2 separate regions of the Rattus norvegicus genome follow, and region 2 is linked to region 1. The links are chromatin contacts, called in public Hi-C maps. All regions are on one chromosome and are shown on one strand. The core of a region is the stretch at or near the end of the contact, and the rest is flanking DNA. Distances in the headings are between cores, read along the strand shown. Region 1 has its middle 17 kb from the start of Plekhg7. Region 2 has its middle 210 kb from the start of Plekhg7.

The links. A called contact is a pair of places that touch in the nucleus more often than the background predicts.
Region 2: a contact with region 1 is called in a Hi-C map of psoas muscle, with 1.8 times the contacts expected there. The contact joins two enhancer-like sites. A contact is called at or near these places in 3 of 12 Hi-C or Micro-C datasets (hepatocytes, liver and psoas muscle).

What each region holds. Positions count from the first base shown.
Region 1 is chr7:32,705,579-32,713,458 of GRCr8, reverse strand. It overlaps the pseudogene Ewsr1-ps4. Among named protein-coding and RNA genes, the nearest start is that of Plekhg7, 17 kb to the right of the region's middle. Within about 2 kb of position 3,953, at least 5 of the 93 cell types and tissues checked have an H3K27ac peak or open chromatin away from gene starts, as enhancers often do.
Region 2 is chr7:32,902,538-32,910,417 of GRCr8, reverse strand. No RefSeq gene overlaps it. Among named protein-coding and RNA genes, the nearest start is that of Plekhg7, 210 kb to the right of the region's middle. Within about 2 kb of position 3,832, at least 17 of the 93 cell types and tissues checked have an H3K27ac peak or open chromatin away from gene starts, as enhancers often do.

The DNA of each region.
Region 1 (7,880 bases), core at 2,704-5,203:
TCAGGATGCAATAAGCTAGGAAAATGTTGTATTTCCATCCCAGGATGTAAAGAGTTAATACTCAAATTACATAAGGAAGTCATAATGCAATAGTTAAAAAAAAAAGCAAAAACATGATCTAAAATCAGAATTAAATTGACAGTTTTCCAAAAGATGAGCAAACAGTCATTGGAGGATGAACACTCCTGGGTACCAGCAATTAATGGCAGTGCCTGTGCTTGTGGCAAGGCTATTATCAAAATGACAGAAGGTAACATTGGTAGGGATGAACAGATGTAAGTGACAGCATAAATTATTATAGACATTCTGGAAAACAGTATGGCCGCTCCTCAAGAAATTAAATATAGAGCTACCATAAGACCCAGTCATCCCACAACAGGTTGTAGATGCAAAAGAAATGAGGCCAGCATGTCAAAGCACATCCGCATTTTCATTTCACTGTAGCATCATTAATGATAGCCAAGAGATGAAACTAACCAGAGTCCCCGTGAACTAAGGAATAGACGAAGAAATATAAGAGTGCACATGACAGAATCACATTCAACCTTAACAAAAAAGATGGATCTGTCATTGCAAATGACCTGGAGGACCTGGAGGATATTGCGTTAAATGAAACAAGCCAGGAGCAGAGACAAGGTACATACATGAGGGTAAAAAGTGACATTTACCGCATCCAAAATAAATCAGTATTTTCTAGAAGATAGGGCTGGTAGGATTGGGAAGATGGTGATCGGAAGACCCAGTCTACTTTGACAAGAGGATTAATTTCAAGAGAGCTATTGATGATCATCATGGTAGTTACAGTCAATAACAAAATGTAAGCTTAAAAATGGCCAAGAATGTAATTTAAGTATTTGCATCACACAAAAGTATAAACATGTGAGACAGTGTGTGTGTTAAGTACCGACTTACGCAGCCCACAGTGTATACCTAAACATCCTGCTATATACCATCATTTCAATCCTTATAAAACACAAACCTCTCAGTCCTAGCTCACTGCATCCTGAGACGGTGTGGGCATGGGCGAGCTACCTGCCCTTTGTGAGACAGTTGGCTAGGTTGCCCAGCTCAGACAGCAGCGTTTCAATTCCTACCTTTTAGAGTTATTCGGTAGATTGAGTGAGACACAGAACATGCCTGGTGTGGTGCCTGCCACATAGAAGCCAGCTGCTTGCCCCAGCCACTATGGTTACTCAAGAGAAGGGATTGTTTGAATTCTAGGATGCTTCCCCAAATTCATAGGGCCAATGATAAAAGCATAAACTTCCGAACCTCAGTTTCTCTACTTACAAGAAAGAAGAATGCATTAGGGGAAAGAATGAAAAAAATATTTATGTTGGCAGTTTGTAAATTACCCATGGTGCTTTATTTAGTGGTGCATGTCCTGCAACTGATTTTATTAGTGCTGCACTGTTCCAAACAGCACTGACTATTGTCAGAGCCTCATGAAGACAAACTGCAGCTTTTTCCATATGTGCTCGTGTACACACACACACACACACACACACACACACACACACACAGAGCTATGTGTTATTTGGGGGCTGCCTTTTTTGTTGAGTTGTGTAGTGTTTGTTCGTTCGTTTGTTGTGTTGTCCGTGCTGGTGGTTTTTGAGGGGGGATCTCAGTTAGTGCTTCTCCCCGTAGTTTGTAACAACAAGCAACAGACAAAAGTCAAACATTTGTACAACACACAGGCAAAGGCTTGAAAGATTCCAAACCCCATTGGCTTCTTTACAGACAAAATAGGAGATAACGTTACAAATGCTGATAAGACCATACAAATAAAAAATGAAAAGGCATCCTGATCCGCTCTGCTGGGTTCCTGGAAACATGCTCAGAGCTTTCCCCTGGTCCCATGAGGCTGTAATTTGAAGTTAGAGGAATAAGTGTAGGTTTGAGAATCATCATCCCAAACTGTATTAAGCACAAACCACTAGGAGCTACTGCCTCAGCACCCCAGACTCGGCAGGTGACAGGAGTAGGGCACCGAGACCTGCCTTTCTAACAAGTCCCAATGTAACCCAGTCTGAAAGCCACCGTCTAGACACCGCAGGGATTTCTGTAATCATTCTCAGCTCTGTGCGGGAAGGACAGGAAGACAGCAGTAGGTTGCTTCGTTTTAGACATGGGCGTCACTCTACACAGGAAGAAACAGGAAACCAGCAGGTCAAAACTGTTGTCAAGGAATGCCGCCATTTGTTGAAACATCTCTTCAGGAACCCATCAAGACTAGAGACCTCTGACCTCAGGGACCTGCTAATGCCTCCTTCTTACTGTCTGTAACTGGCCTGTTGGTCACCAAGTATGCTATATAAGTATAAAGGAAATCACCTTCATCTCCGAGAGATCCAAGCACAGAGCTAGAGCCCTGAAAAGACCTGAGCATGTTTTTGTCGAGCTCCAAACCAGATCAGCTCTCTCTTCATTGTTCGTTCAGTAGTATCTAACATGATCTGGACTCTTGCTATCATAACGGGACACATTTGTTAAGAACAGTCAGTGTTTATTAAGGGCCTACTAGATCCTAGTCTTTTACATATTCTTCCAATAACCTGTAAAATAGAGAAGCTACTGTAATCGTCCCCATTTTTCAGATGAGAGAACTTGGGTTGAGGAACAGGCCTTGTGAGATGGGTCCAAACTCTTGACTTTGCAACATGACCTTCTCACCTACAAAGTTCATTCTTGAGAACTACATAATTTTTTTTTTAAAAAAAATACTCTCATGTTTTAAGTAAGTGCATAATTTTGTGCTAAGCCATATTAAGTTATCCCGGGATGATGCATGTGGCCCATGGGTGAGTTAGAGACAGCTGCAGGAGCCAAAGTCATAATAAAGCCAGAGACTAGCTGGCCGGGTTTCAAACAAAAGCATACAGGCTCCTTATGCTGGCCTAAGTGCAGACGACTCAGGCACCTGGGAAGAGGGATTTCACGAATCTCTAAAACACAACTGGCCCCGAAGACTCTTCCTAAAACAAGCAGTCAGGAGTGTGAATCTTGCCACTTGTCTTGAAAAGCATTTTTCTCCCTGGTTACCATCTACTCCAAAACGACTTCGAAAGATACAAATAAAAATATCTGTGTCCCATCAGCCTCGTGAATCTTGTTTTTTTGCATTCCTAGATTGGTAAGGATCTTTTTCTCTTGATCACTTGCTGGTTTCTCTCCTAGTGGCCAAGTCTTCCTCCCTCTTATAATATAGAAGGATCTCAGGCTTTTTTTTTCTTAGTTGGGAGGAAAGAAAGCAAAGTGCTGGAGAAACAGCTTCCATCACACAGCACCTAAAGATACATCATAAATTTGTAACAAAGTATCTCACAGACTGTAAAATAGGCATTGGCTAAGTCTTCTCATGCTTAAGGAAGTGTGTCGGGGATATTGGGTACTGTGGTTAGTGTCAAGTATCCACAGAGTTCTTGGAGTTTCTGGGCTCTTCTGAAGCCAAGGCTGACCCTCTTTCTTTCCCCTAATTTGTTTTTCTTTCCCTCCTTTTGTTCTTTCAGACAATCCCCCCACCTCGTGCAGAAAGTCAAAAGAGGGAGGAGCTTGTGAGAATCAGATACAAAATATTTTTGAAATAGTCGGCCTCGCATTTCCTGGGTTTGGGGAGGTCTTGATGTTATGGGGAGGCTCTCAGATGTTATGGATCACCACCCTGCCATTGGGGTCTCTGGAATCTTTACTCCTGGGAGTACCTGGCTTGTGGAGCATGCATCCTGTGTGTCTGTGCCCAGGAAGTGTAAAATGCTAAGGTCAGTCTAATTAAAGCCAGTCTGCCCATCCATGTCTGTTTGTGAGACTTGAGTCTGGCCTGCCTAGTGTAGTGGAAACAAGTGGGTTTTTTGGGTTTTGGTTTTGGGTTTTTTTTTTTTTTTTTTTTTCCTTCCTCATGTTTGAACTCTGTGAGGTTACACTGCCACCGTGTGGCTCCTCTAGTGTGAACTTCGAGAGAATGAAGCTGAGAGATCACACACACCCTAAGGGGGCTTGGCGGGCAGGGACAGAAAGAGAAACACAGTTTTTTGAAAAGATGCCTTGGTATGTCAGGGAAAACAGAAGTCACATTGGTCAAAAGATAATCTACATTCATGAGCTCAACACGGAGCCAAACAGACGCTCGTTGAAACTTACCAAACGGATTGTTTTTCCAGCCTCAGTTGCCTTGTCTGTGTAACGGAAACCATAGTAGTTCCTCTAGGCTGCTGCTAGCATCAAAAGGCAGTGCACACAAAGTGCTCCCTGCCTGCCGTGTCTGGTTATTATTATGGAGCAAAGAAAGGAGCCACACAGCCGTATGCCAAGCCCCCATCCCTTGCAAGGACTCTTGCCATTTTGACCTTGTCTATACCTTAGTTTGAGACTTAACCATTTCACCTTTCCCTGCCCTTGACGAGTGAGCTTCGGATCAGTCAACCTGTGTGTTTCAAATCGTGTCTCCATTGTCTTGAAGCTTTATGGCCGTGGGATATTTAAACCTTCTGAGCTGGAAAGCTGTGTGGTGATGCAGGCCCATAATTCCAGCATCTGGGGCACGGAAGCAAGAGGGTAATGTTCAAGGGTGTTCTCTGCCCGGTAGTCTGTTAGACGCCAGCATGGGCTCACGAGACCCTGCTGGGAGAAAATAAAAATAGGTAACAACAAAATCCTAAGATGTGGTTTCCTTGTCTGTAAAATGGGATTGCGAACCCCCCCCCACCCCACCCTTGTCTCCTGGTTACAGAGGGATGCGGAGCTCACAGACTCGCGCTAACATACCCGAAGCTTCAGAGGCAGTGTCTCCAATGGTCATCAGTCTTCAGCAGTCACTGTTACAGTCATGACTACACTACAGGGCAGGGCAGTCCCCCAGTGCTCACCTTGTCCTTCTTCCAAGTAACACAAGCTTTAAGCTCACCTTAACATCAAAGACCTACCGGGTAAGTAGGCAGACAGGATGCAACTCTGTAGTCTGATTACCTACACAACTCACAAGTTGAGTTTCTGTGATTTTATAGTAAGTTGATCTTCTCGAGTCTAAAAATGCAGCTATCAACAATTCACGCCTCAGTGTTTCTAATATGAAAGTGTATTTATAGTCAAGGTTAATACTGCCGAGTGGTGGCGATGCACATCTTTAATACCAGTGTTCAGGAGGCAGAGGCAGATGGATCTCTGAGTTGGAGGCCAGCCTGGTCTACATAGAGAGTTCCAGGACAGCCAGGGTTACACAGAGAAACCCTGTATTGAAAAACAAACAGAAAACAAGACAAAACAATTAATATTCCTATATTGTTATTTTATTTTGTGTCTTCATTTTCCGAGACCCAAAAATCCAGTCCTTTCAAATCAAGCAAAATCTTAGAACTAATGAACAGATTTATATTCAATGAAGAAAAAACTCAATACTAGTGATCACCACAAACTCTCAAGTCTAGATTTACTGTGACATCTGAGTGGTCCTAACCTGAGTAACGCATACTCAGAACCACAGTGATCTTAGCTCTAAGCTTTAACATCTCCAGCTATTCAGGGAGGGATCCCCAAAATGTTTCAAAAGCCTTCTTTGGGGGACCGTAAGCTTCATCCATCTCTGATCCCCACCTCTACACTTAAGTGATAGCCTCATAACTACCTTCCAGGACTGACACAATCTGCTGCACTTTCCCCAGGCTACAGGCAGCCCTGTGACCAGAGGGACCACGGGCATTCCCCACAACTTCCCCCTTTCCCTGCCTCTCTCCTTAAATATCCCTCTTCTCAGCAAATTTCCTCATTCCTGCTTCCTCTAAAGTATAAAAATCTCAGAGCCCCTGAGAGCATTTAGAGCATTGGAGTCCTGGTTAGGTTTAGCAACTATAAGCTATAAAAATACATATGCAAATACATGTATAATAAAGATATATTATATCTAAGATATATTTTATTTTACATGTCTTCACATATATCTTTATGTACATGTATAAGATATATGTCACATATATAATATATTTATATCTTTAAATATATATTTAAAAATATTATCTTTATTATTAAATATGTTACTAAATTTTATTCTTATATTCTTATATATTATCTTTATTATTAAATGTATTATATTCTTTATATATATTATCCTTTATAAAATATATTATATAATATCTATACTTGTAATATATATTAATTATACATAATATATTATGTATAATACAATGAATTATATAGTGTGTAATATTTATGTATGCGATAACTATGTAATAATATAGTATATACTCTATTATATAAATATATATTGTTTATATTTTATATATTTATAAAATGTATAAATATATACTCTTTATCTTTATATAATATATATTAAAGAAAAAACATCTATTTATTCCAAAAATCTATCTCATAGGATTTCCTTAGGTGGCTGATTTTTAGTACATTTAGGAGAGAAAATGTAGTCCACAGGTTCCAGTACCTACAGCTAAGCTGTCACCCAGTATGGCTATGGTCCTTACACCACTCATCCAATCCGTGGAAACACCCAGACCACCCAGACAGATGGGCAACAAAATGTGGAACCTATGAGGAGCTACTAATGTCAACGGTACTCAGCTCAGACCACTGTCACCAATGGGCAGACTACATATGTGACTTCGTATGGACAGTTTCCTGTGCTGATCCTGCTCAACAGCCCAGAGGCATACAGCCAACCTGTCCCAGTTTGCTGCTGGTGTTTATGACACCACTGCTCCAGTCACCACAATCCAGGCTTCTAGGCAGCTTAGTCTTGTATGCCACCCAGTCTGCTTACCTAGCCTATGGACTGGAGACGACAGCCACTATACATGCAAGACCTCAGGATGATAACAAGACCCTGAGAATAGTCAACTCCAATCTAGCATAGGGAGAGAGATGCACAGGGAGAGATAGTACAGCACAGTCTGAGATATGAGCAGAGTGACTACAGTTATCCCCAGGCACCTGGGAGCTACCCCATGCAGCAGCCACTCACAGCACCCCCATCCTATCCTCACGCTAACTACTCCTCTTCATGTTCAGATATTCTCAGTAGAACACCCACGAGCAACCCAGAAGCTGTGGATAGCAGAGTAGCTGGGGTCAACAATGCACCTGTGGGTGGCAGCCTCTCGCTAATTTACCCTCTCCAGATTGGACCCTAAAACGTAGCTTCAAATCAATATAGAGATCAGAGCACAGCAGAGTTAATCCTGACAGGACAGCCACAGCATCGTGGGTCTTTATGGGCAGGAGTCTGGAGGATTTTCCAGACAAAAGAAGAATAGGAGCATGAGTGGCCCTGATAACTGGGGCAGGGGAGGGGAGGGATTTGGTCATGGACCCATGACTAGGGTTGGCCAGCAGGAGGACACAATGGAATGGGTGGTAGAGATCCAGCGTGGCTTCAATAGGACCATTGGGTGAAGGACCAGATCTTAATCTAGATGTTCTCGTAGATCCGAATGAAGACTCTGACAACTGTGAAACTTGTGGGCAAGGATTAAATGACAATGTGACTGGACAATAGGGCAGGCTGTGGGGTTGTGGAGATGAACAAAAGAACTTGACAACCCATGATCCACATCTACCTGGATAAGGAGACGGGAAAGCTTCCACAATGTCCTCTGAAGATCCAACTGGCGATGGGAAAGATTGTTCAAGGAAGCAAACTTAAGATTTCTTTTGCTCTCTCCCTCCCAGAGCAAGCCTGGGGTGGCGTGCAACCTTGCAAGAGCAGAGAGAAGCCACCACCGCTCTGTGGAGGTCCTGGTTAGAGACTGACAAGGTCCCAATCCAGGCTGAAGAAACCAAAACTTCACCTGGAGCACAGAATGCAGTCAGTGTGCACCCCTGAGCTCCAGTGTTTCTTCCCATCACTTTCCCCACCTCCAGGTAGTGATAGAGGCCAA
Region 2 (7,880 bases), core at 2,583-5,082, 200 kb before region 1:
TAATTATATAACAATGTCAAAAAATTAAATATAAAAAAGTAAGCCAAGTAGATGATAATAACAGTATTTCTTCATCGCCTCTGCTTCAGTTCCTGCCTATGGGTTCCTGCTTCTATTCCTGCTCTCTTTCTGTCTCTCTCTCTCTCTCTCTCTCTCTCTCTCTCTCTCTGTGTGTGTGTGTGTGTGTGTGTGTGTGTGTGTGTGTATGTGTTCCTTCTTTTTATGATAGACATGGAAGACAAACAAACCCTTTCGTCTTAGTTTCTGTTCTTTTCTGTGAAAAGACAACATGACTAAGGCAGTTCTTGTAAAAGACAGCATTTAACTGGGGTCTTGCTTACAGTTTCAGAGAGGCACCAGTGCATCATCATCACAGTGGAAAGCAGACAGGATGGGCATTGAAGCAGTAGTTGTGAGCTTTACATCCTGATCCATATGCAGTAGGCAGAGAGGCGGGGGGGGGGGGGGAGACATACTAGGCCTGGCATTGGCTTTTGAAAGCCCACTCCCAGTGACACACCTCCTCCAAGAGGGCCACACCTCCTAATCCTTCCCAACTGGGGACCAACATTCAAACATATGAACCTATGGGGCCCGTCCATTTCCATTCAAACCACCATACCATTCCTCTCCAAAGTTGGTTTGGGTCAGTGTTTTATCACAGAAACAAAGAAGTAAACATTCTGCATGCTTCAGGAACTTCACCTACATCACAAGGAGGTCATAATTGTTAAGAAATAAAGAACAGATTGGAGAGATGACTCAGAGGGTCAAGTGGCTGTCAGAGAAGTATGAGTACCTGAGTTTGGTTGGTTACCTGAAACCCACAAAAACCGTCTATAATACCAGTTTTCCAATGGAGATACTGAAGATGGGGGTAACAATTCCTGAAGCTTGCACACCCCCTAGCCTGGCTTATGCAGCAGCACCAGCAACTGCCTCAAACAATGTAGGAAGGCAGGTTGACCTCCAAGGTGGTCCTCTGCCCTCCACATGCATACTGTGACACACATGCTTCCACATAAAAACACATGTGTGCACACATGCGTACACATCCCATACACATACACGAAAGGTGTTTCTTTTTCTTTAAAGAATTCAGCCACCATAACAACAAATGTTTAAGACAATCTCTGTGCTTCCTGAAAGCCTCCGCATGAAATGTAGTTCAGTAGACAAGGTTCCAGGAAATTCCTTGAGAAGTTCTAATCCGTGGGTCCAATCTATGGTTCATACTTAGATCAAGTTCCATTTCTACTATAAGTTTTACAAAAGAAGACTCATATAATAACAGTATAATTTATGCTTCCTCCTGCCTTGGACATCACTATTGTTTTGGTATCTGTTAAAAAGAATCTGTCATCGAAGAATAAATGCCTGGGAATGAATTATGGCAAATATCTAACAATTACCTTACTTCTAATTGATTAAGCAAAATGGGTGATCCTGCAGCTGAGTAAACCCTTCTCACCTGGGAAGAGCTGCATCGATTTCCTGCTCTGTTACATGGAGGTTTTGAAGCAGTCTAATGGTGTTTCAAAAATTTTAACGAATGGGGCAACGTTGTGTTTCCCATTAATAGTAAGCAGAAAGACAAACTAAATATAAAACAGATCCTTTCTCGTAAACCATTCCTCAACCGTTACTGGCTTATTGAAACAACAAGCGAAGTGTGGATAAAAGCTACGTTCTGTTTGTCCATGAGAAATAATGAGAGAACGTGTAGCATGTTAATAGCAGAGGGGTAGTCTGCACCTGTTCTGGAAGATAAATACACATTTAGTGTTGGAGCCGATCCATAAATCAAATCCCTTCAAAACAGGCAGAGACCAACCAACGCTGGCTGCAGCCAGTTTTGAGAAAGAAAGGGCAAAGGAGGGTCCACTACTAACACAAAACTGTAGCCACTCTGCCATGCAACCTTCCCATCTGTACCTGAACTTGATGCCAAGGTGATTCACCAGCAAGAATTTGCTTGACTTAGCAAAAGAGACCCATTGCATCCTGTCCTCTGCATCCAGAGATAACCAAGATGTTTATCTCAGATCCTGGCTGATCCAACGTTTGAGTTGAAAAGGAACCGAAATGAGATGACCAGCTCGTCTGTGCAAATACAAACAGACCAACAGGATGCTTCCAGACCTAAGCCATTCAAATGCAACTGCGTGGGGCTGTTGTTCTCTTTATTGGCAACTTGATTCCCCCCCCCCCCCGTGGGGCTGTTGTTCTCTTTATTGGCAACTTGATTCCCCCCCCCCCCCCCCCCCCGTGTTCCAGACCCCTCTGTAGTGGAATTTAATCTACTGGGTAGAAGTAAATGAGCTAAATTATACTCATTTGCAAACAGCAGGGAGAAGACATGAAGGTTGTAAGCAACAAAGAATTCCACTCTGGTGTAGAAATCGGCAAGGCGAATTGCAACAGAAATCTATGAAAATTTAAAGGTGCTTTTCTTAGGGTACTCACTGGAAACTTCTACTTATGTGATTTAATGTCAGCGCTACTCCTGAAGATTCTATCGCACACTCCACTCCTAAGCATGCAGGAAGAAGATACGGAATGCTTACTCGTTTTGTTGTTTTGGGTTTTGCTTTTTTTTTTTTTTTTTGGTGAATTAAAAGGAAAGGAGCTGGGTGAGAGTGGGGGCCTTGGTTCGGGTTCTAGCATTTCCCTGTGTGATCTTGGACGATAGTCTTCGCTGTTCTTGGCTCTCATCGGGATGGGCAGAGGAGACTGAACTAGAACAAACCTGCGTATTGTGCTCAGTTATACAGGGGTAGTGGAAGAAGGTCGAGTTCCTTTCCTGGAGGCTTGGAGAGTACTATGCAAACCAGGAGCCTATCTGTGGGCGACTACAAGGAGGGCCTGGAGTTTTTTTTGAAAGGTTTGAGCTGGGCTGAGTGATGCACACCTTTAGTCCCAGCCCTCAGGAGGCAGAGGCAGTCAGATCTCTATGAATTGGAAGCCAGCCTGGTCTACAGAGTGAGTTTCAGGGCATACGTCCGTAGCATAACCCTGGCTCACAACAACAACACAAACAACAAACAGTTGAAGTGGTTGCTGATCATTGAGAATAAGATGGTTTTAGGAAATAAAGCCGCCCATCTTTTTCCGAAGAACTGGATAATCCACTCACCCCAACTCCATGCTCGCATGCCTTCTCTGTAGTTTAGCCCTCTGATTTAAGGAGCTCTTTTAAACACGGATCTGAGCTGGCGTCCCCTCTTTTCCTAACTGGCCCTATACCTACTCTCTTTTCCTTTTCCTCTTGGAGCAGATCACAACCTACCAATGTACACATTCTGTAACGTTTCTCCTTCCCTGTCTTTATAAATGCTAGGAGAACAGAGGTCTTGACTGTTCCCTGCATGGCTAAAACAGTAGCCAAGAATGAGTAAGCACTTAATAAATATTGATGGAGTGAGCAAGTCCATGCCTGACAAAGGCAGCAGTATATAGAGGGCAACTGTGGAAATCCCCTTGCTACATGTAGGCTTTTCCAGTTTCCATTCCCCCTACTGTTCCCAGAACTAATTTTACTTGCTATCTAACTTGGTGTTCCTATACCCAGTCCACTTGGCCATCTGCATTCCTCCCTTTCTCTGCAGGTATTTTTTATTTATTTATTTATCACATAATAGCCCCGGTCTAAGACGGAGGGAAACAAAACAAAACCTTCAGCTGCTAGAAATGATTTGAAACTGCTGGATAAGATTGTTCCTATCTCTTCCAGTTCTTAAAACTGGAGGATTCAGGCTTCATCACCACACAGATCTGTATGCGTAAGAAAGAGGAGGCAATGCCTGTTCAAATTCCCCTTGTCCTATAAATGGTTTTGCTTCCCCCTCTCCACTCCCTACGGCCCTAGCCAGTCCCTGGGTGAGCTGGCCAAGTGAGGTAGGCCCTACACAAAGTACTTTATGACCTGCCAGTCTGAGCCAGCCAACAATCACAGCATAGGCACCCCCCACCCCCACCCCCGTTCCTCCTGATGGAGGTCCAGTCCAATCCTGAATGACGGGATTTGCGAAGACAGCTGTTGGGCTCCACAAACATTTGGGGGAGGGGCTATGTGAGAGTGGTTGGTACACTCTCCTACTGCTTTTTAACTGAAAGAAACAGCTGCAATCTTCACAATTCAGGCAAGTAAACAAAAGCTGACAGTGCCAGGCACTGTTCTGCAGCAAGCATTCAAATGACGTCTCCCCATGGGGTCTGCGGGCAAGTGTCAAGTCTCCCAGTCTTCACAGTGGAGAGGGGAAGCCAAGCGCTGACTGCCCTGAAGGGGCAAGTCGGAATAAAGCAAACATTGCTCCAGTCTTCTTTCCTCCTTTCATTTCTGGTTATCATTCACGAGTATTGTCAAGTTCCAGAAACGTGTGTGTGTGTGTGTGTGTGTGTGTGTGTGCGCGCGCGCGCGCGCGCGCTCCCACAAAGATGTTGTTTTGCTGTCTGAGAGGCTAGCCTGCCTGGGCTCACGCACAGGAGCACGTTTGCAGAGCCCAGCTACCAGATTCCTGCAGGGGAAGGTGCAGCCTTGTTCCCAGGCCGCCCCTCTGTTTCATCTGCCCGTCTATTTGCCTATACGGAAAACAATGTTTATCTGTTATTTTCCCGTGCGCCCCCCCACCTCGCCCCCATCCTTTTCATTGTCAGGGCCATCTGTCCGCTAGAAACATTATCTTTGGTTGCTCAGTTCTGAACCCAGGTGATAATCGGGATGAACGGTTTGTCCTTTTATGTTCTCTTTGAAGAGTTTAAGACCAAAGGACAGGAGACACAAACAGCTTGGTGTTTGTTTTGAGGTCTCTATTTGAAATACTTGTTCTGCAAGCAGTGAAACCGGCCGGGTGGCTAGCTGTTTACTGATATACTAAACCTGTTGGGCAGGGGCAATTTCCTAAATAGGCTTTGATTAAAAGAGATTTTTACTTTTTTTATTTTGGAGATTTATTTCTTTTACTTGACGTGTGTGGGTGTTTTGCTTGCACGGGTTCATGTGCTTGTTGACTGCGGGAGGGGGGGTGTCAAAAGAGCGCATTGGAACCCCTTTATGAGCCACCTTGTGGCTCCTGGGAATAGAACCCAGGTCCTCTGGGAGAACACCAAATCCTAACCATTGAGCCAATTCTCCAGCCCCACTTATGTACTTGTTTTGTTTTGTTTTGAAATCAAATAAGGGGCAGGAGCAATAAACCAGTGGTTAAGAGTTCTTCCTTCCAGAGTAGCAGAGTTTGATTCCTAAAACTCAGATAGCTCACAACCGCCTATAATTCCAGAGGACCCAATACTCTCTTCTGACCTTGATGGGCTTCTACACTTATGTACACATGCGCATCCGAAGGCACACACGCATACACATAATTTAAAATTAATGTAGTTTTCAAAGTAAACAACACTCTTGATATGCCATGTATTCGTAATCTTTTGTGCTGACTTTAAGATTCAAATGGTATATGTCTTCCTGCCTGCCACTTAGGGGAATTTAGCTGACAAGGACTTGCATTTTTCTTTTCTTTTCTTTTTTTTTTTTTAAGAATTCCCCTGTCTGATACCCACACCCAAACATTGGACAGAAAGAGGTCAAGGATATGAATGGAAGAGTTAGGGGAAGGGTTGAAGGCCCTGAAGGAGATGGCAACCTCACAGGAAAACCAACAGTGCTAACTAACCTGGTGCCCTGGGTGCTCCCAGAGACTGAGCTACCAAACAAAGAGCATACACAGGCTGGCCGGAGGCCCCCATCGCATAGGTAGCAGAGTGCTGCCTTGCCTGGCTGCAGTGGGAGAGGGTGGGCCTAATCCTTCAGAGACTTGATGCCCCAAGGAAGTAGGGAAAAAGGGCTGCCCTCTCAGAGTTGAAGGGGAAGGAGAAGGGAGAAGCACTTGGGGTGTAAATAAATAAATAAATAAATCCCTCTACCTTTAAATTCAGCTCATATGGCTTAAGAGAAGTGGGCATGGCCCATGTGGTGGTAAATTCTTTTGTCAATATGACACAAATTAATCCGTGATGAAGAAAGTTCAACTGAGGAGTCATCTCCATCAGATTAGCCTGTGGGTACGTCTCTGAGGACATTTTCTTGATTCGTGATTGGTATGGTTCATCCCATCGTGGGTGGCATCCTCCCTGGGCAGGTGGTCTTGAGATGTCTATGAAAGCAGGCCGAGCAAGCCACTGGGAGCAAGTGAGCAGCACTCCTTTATGGTCTCCTCTTCAGTTCCCGCTTCCAGATTCCTGCCCTGCCTCGGCTTCCCTCAACAGTGGTCTGTAATCTGGAAGTATAAGAGAAAATAAATTCTTCCCTCTCCAAATTGTTTCTGGCGATGCAGTTTTATCACAGCAAAGCAGGACAGCCTATGATGACGGGCTATCTGGTACCTGGAACTGCTGTCAGCAAAGGCCTTGCCTCAGGAGAAAATAAACAGAGACAATCTCTCAGGAGCTCATCTCACCAGCCATCTTCAAAGCAGCGTGAGTGGCCAGGCTCAGAGTATCTCTCTCTCTCTCTCTCTCTCTCTCTCTCTCTCTCTCTCTCTCTCTCTCTCTGACAGTCCATCTCAAGACCCATAGGGATGGTTGAGATTCTTAACAAGATGAGAAGAAAAGGTATTTTGCTGATGTCTGAATGTCTGTGATCTCTGAAACTCAGCAACATTCCTTAGGGGGACTGGAGGAGTGGAAGGGAGTCGGCAACAGCTGCCTCAGCACTGGATCGTCTCAGGATTAGTTCACGGCCACTCCATCAAAAGCTGCTCAGCACAGAACAGTTTCACCTGAGGGAAGAGGCATCTACCAGAGGATTCTACAGCATCATTATTCTGAGGCCAAGGGCATCTATGAAGCCAACACCCCAGTCATTGCTGGGTCTATTAGTAGGGTGGCAGGTAGCCACTTGCGGAGGGCACACCCCCTCTGACAAGCTGTCTCTGCAGGTGATGTCTTTAATGGCAGTAAGGAACACAAGCTAGGAGTCAAGTGTTTTCTTCTCAGATTAGGAATTGGAGACAAATAGAGAAGAGAATTTGCCTTATTCCACACAATTTAATAAGACGTATTCTTTTTTTTTTTTTTTTTTTTTTTTTTTTTTTTTTTTTGCCCAGACAGGCGTGGAGGCACAGGCTTAGAACCTCGGCACTGTGGAGGTTGAATTTGTAGGATCATGGATTGGAGTCTAGCCTGGGCTATGTAGCATAGCTTTGTCTCAAAGAAAAAAATGTGTGTGTGTGTGTGTGTGCGCACACGCGCGCGTATATGGATAAATGTCATGAGATGACTGTCTTCCTAGTGGAGTGATATTAATGCCTGATGCATTTATATAAAGATAAAGAGAGAGGTATTTGTTTTATGGATATGAAGTGAGGTGTGGGGAAAGGGTTACCTCTGCAGGCCCATGCTGAGGCATCCCTTTTCCCAGAGGGACCAGCCACTGTAAGGTATAGTATAGAATAGAGTTTATTCAGGGCATGGGGAGAAGAGTTGAGAGGATAATAGAGGCAGAGAGAGAGAGAGAGAGAGAGAGAGAGAGAGAGAGAGAGAAGAGGAGTAGAAGTCAGGCATGAGCATGCGGAGAGATGGAGAGAGAGTGGGAACAAGAAGGGAAGAACAAGAGAGGGGGCAAGCAGACCCTTTTATAGTGAGCCAGGCACACCTGGCTGTTGGCAGGTAAGTGTACGACGGAGCTTAGACAAAATACTAACAATGCCATGTGCCAAATACTTCTGTATTTTAGTATATTCAAGAGTTAAATGAAGTCCTTGTTCCCTAGATTAATATTTATGACTGTTTTGGGAGAACCAGCTTCACTTTATGTATTAAATACTTGGGGTGATCATTACCTTATTCCATGAGCTATTTGATACAGAAACGTTTCTATGTTT